2 separate regions of the Salmo salar genome follow, and region 2 is linked to region 1. The links are chromatin contacts, called in public Hi-C maps. All regions are on one chromosome and are shown on one strand. Each heading gives the region's core, a stretch centred on a gene start, on an enhancer-like site or on the middle of the called end of the contact. The rest is flanking DNA. Distances are from core to core; before and after follow the strand shown.

Region 1 (2,699 bases), core at 58-2,557:
AGAAGCACCCCTCAGTGAAACGCAGGCTTGGGGACTCCAGTGCAGCTGTATAGGGAGCAGTGAACTTGGTGACTGATACAATGTATTTCCTGCTCCAGAAAAAAAGTGGTACAGATAAGTGTCGGTCAATATGTAGTCCACATTATACAATCAAAATATGTGCACTTATCTGTTACTTTGTTTCCATAGACGTATACAAAACCAGATCATTTTCTTTCAGTTATAAGATAGAAGTGAATCGTTTAGGTAGGTTGTTACAATGTAACAATATGCCATGGCTAGTGTTTTTTTCATCACAAACAGATACTGTAAGTCACATTCCAGTTGGAACGCTACAGGGAACAGGAAGCTGTGGGAAGAATTATTTATGGGAACAGGTGTGTTCCATCCTTTGTTTCCTCATGAAAATTTTGACAGGTTTTTTCCTTTACATTATTTAATCATTTATTTTGGGATGTTTTCAAAGATAAGAGTCTAGGAAGATCCATTCGCACAACGTCTGTCATAGACCGACAAGAGCAACAGCCAATAGTGGACCACTCCACTTATATAAGGGGCCTCAGTCTGCTCCCATCTTTAGGCACTGCAATAGAAGCTGACATTTTAACAACCTAAACGCCAGTTTTACTGCACTGTATGTTTTCTTTTCCACAGAACTCAATGGAAACAAAAAACGTCAACAATAACTATAAATATGAATCCCACTTTTCAAAAATAGCAAACCACCACTCCGCTCCCAGTAGTTTCCATCCCCAACTTCCTATTTTTAATAAAGTTATTTACCCATTCCCCTAAACCGGGTTTGTATACTACTCCTAACCCTTCCCTTTAAACCTAGCTAATAATAGCAGGAATTCGAGTGCTTGGCTTAGTTTGCCCAGTACGGGGAAAAGCAGTAGGCATAACTCTGGGAGAGAAGGTTTTGACGCATTATACGTGAGCTACTCAAAGCCTGACCGTGGGGTCCCTGCAGCTCAGTTGACTAGTAGTAGCCTAGTGGACTAAACGCCTAACTGTAGTTAGCACTTCCTTAGCCAAAGAGCACTGTGGCTCTTACAGGCTAAAAATCTCCCATGAATGTAGTACCGAGAGGCATAACCAGTTAGCCTAGCCAGCGAGGGCACTGGGTAGCTAAACTAGGGGAGAAGTACTGCTACCCAGTGTAAGTATAAAAGCAGAAAGAGCTAGCTCTAAGCGTGTACTTGCAGGCGGTAGCTGCGGGGCTAGTCCTGGCATTAACTAGCTATTGTTCTCCCTGTAGGCCAATTGCCTCGCTATTGCTACTGTAGTACACTGTTTGTTGAAGACAAAGCAAATGGCGTAAGTCTTAGGTGAGCTAGCTGGTTAGCTTCGCCTGGTAGCGGTAGCTATGAGTCCGTAGAGTGGGCTACAAGCCTGTCGTAAATGGCACACAATCAGCTGGAGAGCACCACTAGTTGGCGTTGCTCTATATGCAAAACAATTTTAGATTGGTAAATTAGTCTAGCGGCCAGCTATCTGAACTTTTAATCATGGTCGAATTACCAACCGGAGGGACACCATTGATTTTGTTAGTCACTTCCACTCAGATATAATATTAAAAACTGCAAAATTTCTCTCCGCCCCATGACAAAAAGTATAGAATTGCAAGAAACTAACTCTAAAAAAATGTATTTTCTTTCTCCACTGCCCAACCAAATTTTGCTTATGGCCCCCAAAAAGGCTAGTGCTGGCTCTGACAGAGTCAGTATGAATGTGTGTACACAGACCCGCGAGCCACTGCAGCCCCTCATGATGAGTTCAAATTTTAGTGGCCCCCACCTCCATAAAAACGGACCATTCCTGGCTAACCGAATCTCAAAAGTCTATTTCCTTTCTTCCACCTTGATGGGAATAAGCAGCACGAAGCAGGTAGCTAAGCAGGCTGGTAGGGTGAGAGCTAGCCATGTGGCGCTAGCTGAGCCAGAGACTGAGAAGTAGCTTTCTTGCGAGCTCAATCCTCTCGATTAGAAGCTGTTGTGCTACACTCGGTGGCAGAGTCTTTGACGGTTCACCTGTGTTAGCAGGAAAGCAGAGGTCCAAGTTGATGCTGAAAAGAGTAGAGGATTTTATTTCAATCCGTGAGGAAGACGAAAGAAGTGAGGATGGGAAAGGACTATGGCCCATTATATAGGAAGTAGAGTGGTCTATGACAGACGTTGTGTGATTGGAACTTCCTAGACTCCGCCCCTAACAAGGCATTACCCAAAGTGAAAGACAGAACGAGTAATTTAAATAGTATCGAACTGGCTGACCTCTAATATTGTGTTGGTGGTTCAAGAACTTGCAGGGGGCACTGCCAAGGACTGTGGGTGGGCACACTGCTGGGTACATTGTCCATTCTGTCAACACTGCCAGGCTGCAGCCTAAAGCCAATCATCAACGTTAGTTCTTTGAATGCAACTATTTACAAAATCTGTCCATTACATATTTGGGGGGTTTTCCATGTGACTAAGCGTCAGGCTGGAGAATGAATGGTAGACTATACTTAATTCAATGTTTGGTATATCTTGGTGCACTTGTTTCAGTTCCTGAAATGGCTTTGACAGAATAAAGAAAACAAAATTCAATATCAAACATTCCCCCACCCTTCCCCCTTCTTTAAATATAATACATATAACCTTGCATAGATGTATTTTATAAAGTAGTGTGTAGGCCTATGTGGTGAAAATATTGTCCAT
Region 2 (2,699 bases), core at 118-2,617, 99 kb before region 1:
ATGTTCATTCAGCATCCTTATAGTTAAACGTGCTGACAGGAGAAAGGCCACATAATGGGGAAAGCAATGAGGGGGAAAAAAACACGCTTTGCACTCCCCAGGCAGGCAAGAGTGTACATGTGAACGTGTGTAAACGGCGGAAGAACCGCATTACGTCATCGGTATTTGTGTGTGTGTGTGTGTGTGTGTGTGTGTGTGTGTGTGTGTGTGTGTGTGTGTGTGTGTGTGTGTGTGCGCGCGCGCGGCTCCGGGATTTACAAACGCATTACTGAATCCCTGTTGTAATTGACAGTGAGTCACGTGACCCACCGTAATCTCGCACAGAGAAAAACAGAAACCACGAAGGGGTTGAAAAACAGCGGAGTCCAACCATCTGGCGTTAATTACCGTTGGAGCAACTCTACAAAGCCTATTGACACCGCCACCTGTGTGATCCGCTATAATTAGACAATGTCGAATACATGTCTGGCTGCGTTGGGATCAGCGTGTGGCTCTGACAGTGACTGCGCCTCAATGTGAAACACACGGATCATTGAAAGTCCTGTGATTGATGCAATACATTAAATACATTCACAACACAGTGTTTTAGACTAGTCAAGAACGGTGACATTTTTTGGAACCCCCAAATATTGGGTTTGCTTTGATCGCAAAACAAGCTTTGGAACTGATATCCAGGAGCATAGGGTAAATAGATTCGTGATTATGTGGACCGTAATTCTGTCCGATTGGGGAAAGTATTGAGGAGCGGTCGTGACTTCTGTGGGATGTTGGCAACGCTAGGCTAGCTTTTTTTTCTAAAATCTTAACTAGCTAGTAATACAAAGTCTACATAGCTATAGCTAGATGATAACACTATAATTACCCGGAGTTCATCTCTCTCGGCTTCCCAACGATATTTCTCGGTCTGGAAGCGTCCCCATTCGAACTGGATAAAGTGCAAGATCCCAGGAAGCGATAGGCCTGCGTCGCCGTCTTGTGGTTCTCGAGGCTGCGACGATCCAGCCATCGCTCCGGCGGCTGCCGCCGCTGCTGTTGTCGCCTGCCCGAGTACTGATTTCGGCCCGTTCGGGTTGCGCCCCACGCCGCTGCCTCCAGAGTTCTGGTTCGTTCCCCCTGCTACTCCGCCGGATCTTTCCGCCTCCATTTTAGCGCTTGAGCTTTCGCCAGGACAGGGAGGTGGAAACAAGCAGCGACGATAATAACAGCCCCGTCCCTCACAAACCCAGCACTTAACACTCTACCCTTCTTTCTTCCTCTCTCACGTAAAGAGGAAACGCAAGAACTCCCATGGAGAAACGGTGCCAAAAAATGAGCTAAGTGCAAATCTACTACAGCGTCGACGGGAATCGTTTTTTTTTCTGTCCCATTACAGTAACCAGGGCCGTCGCTTCCTGCCATATTGTGATCTCACGCAAGCTCCCTGTGATCGTTTCCGAAACAGCAAAGCAAGGGTATAACGTTACGCACCGCGGTGTTGATACTAATCTAAAACTCTCAGTATATTAACACTACTTTAGTTAATTTGTCGGTGTAACATTCATATTTTACACTGTAAGTAGGAGCTATTGCACTGGCGGTGTCTTCATGTTGCGCTTAGCTCAGCCACCTTTCCACACAGCGAGCGAATTCGATGTAACGTTACGTGCATTATGGTTTGTATGCTGTTTCATTCGAACGATTGGGAGAATGTTAGGCTATATAACGGGGGAACGTGATTCACATTTGAAGACAAACGAGTTGTGCATATGAAGCGTTTATAGGGGTCATTTATGGTGTGGTCTATATGAAATGATGTATATGAAATGATTGAGAATGATCATGGTTGCATAGGCGCCATGCAGTATAGGTGTACATTGCATTATGCAGACACAATTCTAGCTACTGGAAATGTGGTATTATTGCTGTAGCAATACTTGATAGCCTACGGTACCAATTCTAGAAGGGAGCATAGGCCTGTACTTAAATGGAACATCAATTTGAAGCATCTCTGTAGCTCACTTGGCTGCAATTTATAGTTAAGGTTACAATCTAGGTCAAAGTATTGGCTGAGGAGAACTAGGGCAATCCAGTCCATGTATGGGAGGCACACTGCACCAAGTACCTTGACGTTTGAATATAATGTAATAAACTAGACTTCAGCCTCTAAAGCCTATCACAGCCATCTGAAGTGCTTAGAACCACTCTTTTTTTAGGACTCATTTTAAATTCCTGTGTTTTCTGTGTATTTCAGCTATTCCAGCAGCTGGCCATTACTCTTCTGATGCACATAGGCAGTAGCTCTTTACTGATGGGGTCCTGATATTTATGGACAGGCTTTCTGAATAGATAGCTCCATCCTATACCTTCTCCTTTCCCTGAGCCAGACGAGCGCAGCAAGAGGTGCCATGCGGGTGAGTTTCTGCCAGGGCCTTCTGACTGGAGCCATCGCTCTGAACCTGCTCATCCTCTACTATGTGTCCCAAGCCCAGCAGCAGATGATGGAGAAACGCCGGGACCCAGGAAGCGGCTCCAGGAAGGCTGCCTTACCTGCTTCCGGGCTGGAGGGCGGCATGGGGGGCCTGGTAGGGGTTGGCGCGGGGATGGTTGGCGCTGGAGGTGTCGGGGGAGAGGGGAACAGCCGCGGCCCTCGTGTGACTATCCTCCTACGGGAGTTTGAGGACTTTGAGAACTACGTCGGTGATGTTGCACGCTCCTTCCAG

Evidence for each region. A called contact is a pair of places that touch in the nucleus more often than the background predicts.
Region 2: a contact with region 1 is called in a Hi-C map of gill, with 3 times the contacts expected there. The contact joins the promoter of LOC106612391 here to the enhancer-like site in region 1. A contact is called at or near these places in 2 of 3 Hi-C or Micro-C datasets (gill and muscle).

Annotation. Positions count from the first base shown.
Region 1 is chrssa09:115,879,754-115,882,452 of Ssal_v3.1, reverse strand. No RefSeq gene overlaps it. Among protein-coding and RNA genes, the nearest start is that of egln2, 16 kb to the right of the region's middle. Within about 2 kb of position 1,307, at least 9 of the 13 cell types and tissues checked have an H3K27ac peak or open chromatin away from gene starts, as enhancers often do. A contact at or near this core is called in gill and muscle, where this site is marked.
Region 2 is chrssa09:115,978,879-115,981,577 of Ssal_v3.1, reverse strand. It overlaps LOC106612391 (fukutin-related protein), which reads left to right and starts at 1,367. Exons shown (of 2, transcript XM_014213480.1): 1 at 1,367-1,451; 2 at 2,231-2,699. The coding sequence starts at 2,385. LOC106612402 (striatin, calmodulin binding protein 4) reads right to left here and starts at 1,378. Exons shown (of 18, transcript XM_014213497.2): 1 at 863-1,378. The coding sequence starts at 1,144.